Regions from separate parts of the Mus musculus genome. Here region 1 is linked to region 2. Evidence: chromatin contacts called from public HiChIP or PLAC-seq data. All regions are on one chromosome and are shown on one strand. The core of a region is the stretch at or near the end of the contact, and the rest is flanking DNA. Distances in the headings are between cores, read along the strand shown.

Region 1 (4,169 bases), core at 369-2,868, 130 kb before region 2:
TAATATGCTATTGTAAATGTTTGCTGAGTGACTATTCTGAAAAATAAATGAAATATATGATAAGTGAAAGTGAGAAATCCACCAGGGGAAGTAACTTGAGGTTGGGAGACAGATCCTCTGGGAGGGAAATTGTTTGCCTAATGTTTTACTGAAGGGAGGAAGTACTTTCCCCTCAGATCTTGCCCAGAGACTCAGATTGGTGCCGAGGATGCCTGGCTAACAGAACAGATGAGGAAATAGATGCAAATTGATGTTTTCTTTACCATGTCATGCTTCAAGCATGCCCCTCCATAGTCTGCGTACATTCAGATTTGAATGTAAGTTTTGTTGTCCAATTGCAAATGAAACAGGAGAGTGGTTGGTTATCACCATAACAGTCTTGCACTATTGGACCATTGCACATCTTGTTTGGCAGTCAGTGTTGTAGCATGTAGGTTCAGAACTGAATATGATCTTTGATGTTTTTTGTCCCTTAACAAGCTGCATAGCATTATCCAGCACTATGAAAGCCAGCTAGCAGAGAAAAGTTTTCAGATCAACTCAAGACTAACCTATTTCTATCCTACAACCAAGCATGTGATGTCTTCAGCAATGGGTTCTTACCCCATTCCCAACACTGAGATTTTAATGTATTAACCCATTTCTCTTAGGAGCAGCATTGTTCTCTAATGCAGAGTACTTCTGTTGTTTGTTTGCCTTTAGAAATTATACTTTTAAGTAGCTGACAAATTAGTGGGATTTCATAAAATGTCTTCATACCTGCCTAGCTTTGGCGAACCCAACTCTTGCTGCTCCTTTCATTCAGTACCCTGTCCCTGTCCCTGTCCCTGTCCCCACTTACACCTCTGCCTCCTAGTTTTCTCTCCCTGTTCTTCCATATCACATATTTTCTACTATCTGATCATTATATTTCCACGTAGAAGCTGGGCATTGCTGCAGACCTTTTTGGTCCCTGTCTGCATAGAATGGGTCTCTGGTTGCAGGTGGACAAGGAGTCGGCGAATGAATGACAGACAGAATCACACGAGAGACTGTGTAGAATCTGAATGTATTGTCACAAAGTGAACACCAGTCTTATATAATACAGAAAACAAAGGGGTAGGATGTCACAGCAGGCAAAATTGAAGTTACCTGACACAAAACAAAGGAATGACTTCAAAAGGACTACAGAAACCAGCTAATATTTACAGTAAAGATAAAATAGCTCTGCTTAGGGTCAGCTAATGACAGGTAAGTATTTCACACCCTAGTCACAATTTGGGCTACTCCTTTGAGCCTTGTGAAAGCTAGCACCAGGGGGTTCTGCTCTAGCAGACCTTCTCATGAATAATGCAATACCACAACCTCCCCTCCCCCCTATTTCCTAGGCCTTGATAAATTCTTGTATGAGTGTAACTTGGGTGTTCTTTTAAGTATCTGTGGAGAATCTCCATTTGTCAGAAGAATTCGCCAATTTCCTTCTAATATGCAATGTAGCCTGTTATACCTGGCTGTAGAGAAGTTCCCTGTCTCAGGGGGATTCCCTAACTCTTTCATGATAAATCCACCTAGTAGCTAGGCCATTGTGTATTCCCTTGTTTGGGTAAGACTGGCTACTGCCCTAAGTAATCACTCTGCAGACTAGCCCTGAGCTATTTTAGCTCTGTTCTTTGTAATGCCTAATTAGTTTCACTGAGTCTCTGCTAGAAGTAAATTTGAATGTTATTGAATAGGTAACATTCTTACTGAATTCCTACTGAATTCCAAGCTCATCGGCTTCAAGCATTTTCTAAGACATTGGAACACTGGTGGAGGCTTACCTATGTCAGAATTCAATCTTAAAAGGCACTTATAATAAAATAATACTAAAAGAGAGCACATGGATCCATACACCAGACTAACTCGGGGATAGGGTATGAGTATACAGGTTATGAGAATGCCAAGGTTCCAGGAAGTTGAGTTTCCTTGAAACTCTTTGCCTCATGAGTGCTTCCAGGCCTGCCAAGCAGACTTCACTGGAGTGTGTGTAGCAGGGCATGGTGGTGCACACCTTTAATGCCAGCACTCAAGAAGCAGTGGCAGGCGGATTTCTGAGTTCGAGGCCAGCCTGGTCTACAAAGTGAGTTCCAGGACAGCCAGGGCTATACAGAGAAACCTCATCTTGAAAAAAACAAAACAAAACAAAACAAAACAAAACAAAACAAAACAAAACCAACAAAAAAACCAACAGCAACAACAAGAAGTACAAGATCATTGTTCCCAAATAGCTTCTCATGAACAGTTCATTTTGGTTGAGTCTTCCCTGGTCCTTTATTTCCTACCCTAACACTCTACTATAGATTGAACCTTTTGCCCACTTGACTTTCATTGTTACCCCTTCCACTTTCAGTATTCCCCTCTCTACTTTGACTTCCTCTACACCTACTATCCTTCCTCCTTAAAGGTATACCCTGCCACCAATGCCCTGTGTCGAGTTTTCTAGCTTTCACATGTACTCCATATTAAACGCACTAAATATTTGAAAGTGAAACTATTACATAAGAGAAAACAAATAGCATTTCTCCTTTTAGGCCTGGATGGACCCCACTCAGAAGTATAAGATTGTCTAGTTACATCAATTTACCTACAGATTTTACTATTCTTTATTGCTGAGTAGTATCTTATTGTGTATATGTACCATATTTTAATTATCTCTCCATCAGTTTAATGGATGCCTTCTTAGATGTTGTAAATAGAGTGTCAGTAAAATAGGCTACTAAGTTCTTTGGGTTCATGCCTACAAGTGATTTGAGGCTTTTTATTTCAGTGATACCATCAGTATTGGATCATCATCATAGTGATTTCTTCCTGTTATCCGGTCATTGCCCTATGTCATAAGATCCTGAAGCTTTGGATCAGCTGAAATCAGGCCCTTTCATGCATCCCAACACATCCTAACAGCTCACACATGATGTAGATGCTGTGGTGGGTCAATGCAAAACTGTGGATCTGGACCTGTGTGGTAGCTGAACTGGTCAACCTGCTAGCTCTCTCTTATCCACACCACCAGAGTGAGCTATAGCACCACTCCAGGTAGGTCTCCTAATACTGCCATTAGCAGGAGGCCAGGGTCAGCTCTCTTTTGCTCATGCTCTTGGGGTCTGGCTCACAGGAACCCATGCCTCAAGAGCCAGCACCACTGTGTTGCCCAAAGCCCAGGGCCCACTCTGCCAAGTGTTGCAGCCAGGTAAGGGCTGGGCCAGCTCTCCTGCTCTCACACCCTCAGGGCTGGCTCACCTGTGCCTTTGCCATTGGGGCCACTTGCACTGTGTTGACTAGGTGAGGTGCAGGGCCTACTCTCCCAAGTGCTACAGCCAGTGAGAAGCAGGGACAGCTCACCAGCTCTCATGAGGGTCAGCTCTTCCAAATGCTTCAGGTGGCAAAGGGAAAAGGGAGGAGGAGGGCATCACCTCCATGCCTGTACCACCTCACAGCAGAGGAGTGGTGGGGCCAAGACTCCCATGTTCTCACCCTTACTGGTGGGTCACCGGTACCTCCAAAACCAAAGCCAGCTCTGCTATGCTATCCAGGAAGATGAGAAGTAGAGCCAGCTCTCTAGATTGCTACAGCCAGTGAGAGGCAGGACCATTTCTGTACAGCCCTGGATATCTGTGTGGTTACAGGTGGCTGCCCAGACCAGGAACATTCCCATGATCTCTAGTGGTATTATGAGGCACTGATACTGCAGAACTAGGGATCCAGGCATGGCCCTGAGCAGCAACATGAACTGGAACTTTACCATGGCCTCAGGTAGCAGAACTGGCCACTCACAATAGGCTGTTCCTCTCCACCCTCAGGTTTTCAGTTAAATCTCTCTCCATAATGCTCAAACTCTTCTGCTTCTTTTTTCTCCCATCTGTCCATCACAACCTTGTACATTGTAGTGGCTCCCTCAGCAAGTGGCTCCCTCAGTAACCTTGTACATTGTAGTGGCTCCCTCAGCAAGTGGGCCACATGGTTGGTAGGACTCTGCATGACCTCCTCAATCTGTCCATGCCAGTCACAGGCCTCTAGGTTTCTACAGCCCACTCCTCTGGCATGGCAGTGGGCATGTCTCGGAATGTCTTCCTCCTTTCATGTTGAGTAGCAAGGCAGCAGGTGAAGCTCTGTATGTCCCCTGCCCACCTGTGCCAAGCAGCAGAGGGCAGTTC
Region 2 (4,410 bases), core at 1,203-3,702:
GTAAGCGAGTTCCCAATGAAATGATTTTTTATTATAAGGTTTATTGTAATTGGCAATGATATCTCTTTACAGTAATAGAACAGTAACTAAGACAATAGTAGTATTGGGAAGCAATGGCACTGGTCTCAGGAGGGAGCTTACTGCTCCTCTTGTCGCCAGAAAGCAAAGGGGTCTGGGGACCAGTATGTCCTTCAAGGGCACTCCTTCATTACCTAAAGACACTTCTAAAGAGATCAGCACCTGCCAATAAGATCAACCTAGGGACTAAGCCTTTAACATGGGCTTGTGGGAGACGTTCCAGCTGTAAACCACAGTATTCTTTGCCTTCCTTAGTTTCTTTTCTATTTAAAAAGTAGGAAGGAGATCTGAGGCCCTGACTATCCTTTTGAAGTTTAACAGAAGAGTCCACACATGAAAACCAGTCTTCTAGATTTCAAAGATTGGGGATTCACCACCCCTAACCTATTGTCTCCTGGAGCCTATTTTATGGAATGTATACTAATAGAATCATGACAAGAAATAGTGGTCTTGCCACTAGTTGGAATCTAAAGAGTTGGGTACTTATTGTCATTTAAATGAAACATTTAAATGACTGATGACACCCTCCCTCCTTGCCTCAAATTCCAAGTACAATCACTCTAGAAAATGTTTTTAAATAAAATTCCATCTTTCTACCTCCTTTTAATCCAAAAGAAAGGAATTCCTCTTCAGCCCACACACTGTGTTATTGGGAAAATGATTTTTGGGAAGAACAAGATGATGCGCAAAGAACTGAACTGAAGCTCAGATACTCTGAATGGAACAGACAATCTTGGGGTCAGAAATTTATAGTGCAACATTGAAAGGTGTATTGATTTTACATAGAAAAGGAGAAATGTCATTATATTCAAAGACGTTGGGCAAGTAAAGTTACAAACATTGAATGGAAGGGTATTTAAAGTTCTGTCCTAGACAATACTTTTGTTTGCTTTGAGAGTTTTACATTTTGAATTATAAAGACATGTTAAGTTACTGAAAGTATAACAATGTAAAAACAGAATTCTAGGCCTTTAGGCCCAGGCTTGGGAATGTGGCCTTTGTAAAGGTATGCTAATCATAAAAGAGATAGCGACATTCCTCTACCCACCCGCTTCCTGGGTTCAAAGAGTGCTCATTCAAAGAAAGTCACCCTGGCCATTACCAGAACCTGCAATGCAAATGTGCTATTGTTAGGGGCTCTTAGAAGCTGTCTTGAGAGTTAACAATTACCAGGTATTCCTTGTGACTCTTGTAACTTTACACTTCCTTGTGACTCTTAACTGGTATCTTTGGTATCTTCCAACAAAGCCCTCCCCACTTCCTTGAGTTTCGGTTTCTTCCTTTAAATACCCCCTTACCCAGCTACTCGGCGCGCCACAGTCCTCTACCCCTGCGTGGTGTATGACCGTGGGCCCGAGAGCGCTCTTGAATAAAAATCCTCTTGCAATTTGCAACAAGACCGTTTTCTCGTTGGTGATTTTGGGGTGTCGCCTCTCCTGAGTCAGAACGTGGGGGAGTCCTCACGTTGTGGGTCTTTCATTACCATACTGCTATATGATACTGTTTCTATTTTCTTGTCTTTTCTATTATCCGTGCTCCCCCCTCCCTTCTTCCCTCCCTCCCTCCCTTTCTTCCTTCCATTCTTTCTTTACCTCTCTCTCTCTCTTTCTTTCTTTCTTTCTTTCTCTCTTTCTTTCTTTCTTTCTTTCTTTCTTTCTTTCTTTCTTTCTTTCTTTCTTTCTTTCTTTCTTTCTTTCTTTCTTTCTCTGTTGCTAGAAATTAAAGCCAGAGCCTTGTATATGCTAGGCAAAGACAGTTCCACTGAGCTATCATCCTAATTCTTTCTCTAGACCTGTTTTTAAAATGTCTGGAATTGTAGTAGAGTTTGGGGAGACATGAATGTGGGACTGCATATTTTTCTCTGTCTGGCTGGTTTAACAAGATCAGAAGTCATCTTGGTATTCTTCCATTGGTGCTTATGGAGTTCCTGTGCCTTTCCTTAGAACATCCGGGATTTGATTTTGCTTGGTGGGGTTTTGAAGTGATATAGATCTTGGTAGAGGGTGTTGCATCAAGGATGTCCTCTGAAGGTGATGCATTTCCTTATCCAGCACCTTTTCATGATGTCACTAATTTCTAGTGTTCTACTTTCAGCTTCCTAATCTCCTCCATGCTGTTTTGAGCCCTTTCTACAATCAGCCAACATCACAGAGTTTCTCCCACAGAGATGTCCTCTCATTACTTTACCCACCTGTGGAAAAGCTGCTCAGTTTATCTATTTGTACTCTTGTTATATTCTGGTTTGTATCTTCAAAAATATTTGGAATTGTTTAAAAGAGGCTTGGCCCCTTTAAAAAGCAGCTTCAGCAGGCAGGATGACAGAGGCAGTGATGAAAACCAAAGCTGTTGAGAGCTGCAGCTGTCTGGTCCTTTCGTATGCAGATTTATGGAGTTGGGAGGGGTTGGAGAATGAGCTAATGGAAGGCTCATGAGAGAGCCTGCAAACACTGAAAAAAAGGGGCCTCAGAGTCAGGCTCCTGGTGTTTTCAGGCTCACTCAAGAAATCAGTAGCAGCTAGAAATGGACAAGGTGTTTTACAATCCAAACACTGTTACCTGGTCCAATTTACTCTTCTACAAAAATGTCAAGTGATTTGCTGAAGGTCACAGACATAGCAAATAGAGCTTCAGAATACTTCTGGGGGCCAAGTGTACTGGGGAACACTTATGAAATCCAGATGTGCTATACACATCTGTTCTCTTCTAGCACAAGTCAAAATGTTAGAAATCAGGGTGAGAGTGCTAGTGGCCACGCAACGCGGGCTGGAAAGAGTGTTATGATGTTGCCTGCATAGCCTGAAAAGATTTTTCCAGAAAAAGAATTTCAACACAAGCCAGTATGAAGCAGAGTTGGAATTTATTACAAAGAAAGCTTACTATAGATTTAGGCGCAGGGCTTAATAGAAAGATAAAGAGGCACTGGTGGTGAGGATGAGGTAAGATATATCCAGGCATCTACTCCCAGGGTATAGGTTTCTCAAAAGAATCTGGCTTTTAATATGTTTGGAATAGTTACATATACATACAGTTTTACATATACATAGACACATACACATACACATACACACACACACACACACACACACACACACACACACACACACGTACACATATACATATGGTTTTAGTTGCTTTTTGAGGTTATATATCAAAGGATTTTAAGGAACTTAAAATTTTAAGGAACTTAAATGGAGTAGTTCTGGAGGTGAGTTGGATGTGTAAGACCCCAACTCAATATGTCTCCCAGACCCCCAGAAACAAAGCCAGCATGAAGCTCTTTGTTCTTTTACCTGGCAGCCTGAGAAGCAGATAACCACTGGGTGACCCACCCAGGCACCAGGGACCAGGTAAGGGACCAGGAATGTTTGCCAAAGATAGCCTGTAACCCCTCCACCAGAGATGAGCTGAAACTCAAATTATGGTATTTACTCAGCTTCCCCATTCTTTGTGGTCTTATCCTCCCCTTTCTTTGTGGTCTTTTCCTTCAAAAACTCCCAACGGCGACTGCTAGGGGTCGATCTCCTCTATCCCTGTGAGGGTTATGAGCTTGAACTCAGCATGCTGACTACTCCCGAATAAACCTCATGCAATATTGCATCAAGAATGGTTTCTCTCGAGTTATTGGGGCATCGGCTCATTCTGGGACTTGAGCGAGGGTCTCCCCGATACGGGGTTCTTTCAGATGGAATTATAGATGATGAGATAAAACGCTAAATCACAGTGATTACATGGGAAATTAAGATTTTTTTTCTGTAAGTAAAAGTATATCATCTTATTTGTGATATCATAGATTTTTACATCTGGTAAAGAAGAAAGGACATATACACTTAAGCCTTAAGCACAACTCATTTGAGATATCTTTATATAAAAGGCAAATTTTCTCGGTGTACTTAACCCTCATACCAAATGTTATCAATTATGCTGAAAGTGTTGGCTAAGCTGGTAAGCAACTTCAACTAGATTCCAGGGTGAGGGGCTCAACTGTCTGTCTGTCTATCCATCTAATCTTTTTATCCTGATTGAAAGAGATAGACAAGCAAGTCTTGTTGCATAGTAACAGGCTCTTAGCACATACTACTCCATAGTGGAAGTACCACTCAGGTCATAAATCTCAGCAGTACTACCTACCAAAATGAAGACAAAGACCTGATTCATCAAAGTTCACAGCTCTGGGAAAGCTTCTAAATATACTGATCTTACATTTGCATTCTCTCCTTCTGCTCCTGACTAAAAGATTACCCTGAAAAGGCCTCAGTGCTACACTGGAATCCTGAACGGCCAAAAGAAAAGGATGTATAATATTAGGAATGTGAGGAGCGAGGCATTTCTTGGT

Evidence for each region. HiChIP or PLAC-seq counts read pairs in DNA pulled down with a chosen protein or histone mark.
Region 1: an H3K27ac HiChIP or PLAC-seq map of stem cell-derived epiblast-like cells shows a contact between it and region 2, with 3 times the contacts expected there. The contact joins two enhancer-like sites. A contact is called at or near these places in 1 of 484 Hi-C or Micro-C datasets (embryonic stem cells) and 3 of 115 datasets of contacts at active chromatin or transcription factors (embryonic stem cells, epiblast stem cells and stem cell-derived epiblast-like cells).

Annotation. Positions count from the first base shown.
Region 1 is chr3:18,826,435-18,830,603 of GRCm38.p6, reverse strand. No RefSeq gene overlaps it. Among named protein-coding and RNA genes, the nearest start is that of Gm30789, 190 kb to the right of the region's middle. Within about 2 kb of position 1,618, at least 12 of the 459 cell types and tissues checked have an H3K27ac peak or open chromatin away from gene starts, as enhancers often do. A contact at or near this core is called in embryonic stem cells and stem cell-derived epiblast-like cells, where this site is marked.
Region 2 is chr3:18,693,668-18,698,077 of GRCm38.p6, reverse strand. No RefSeq gene overlaps it. Among named protein-coding and RNA genes, the nearest start is that of Gm30789, 53 kb to the right of the region's middle. Within about 2 kb of position 2,452, at least 62 of the 459 cell types and tissues checked have an H3K27ac peak or open chromatin away from gene starts, as enhancers often do. A contact at or near this core is called in embryonic stem cells and stem cell-derived epiblast-like cells, where this site is marked.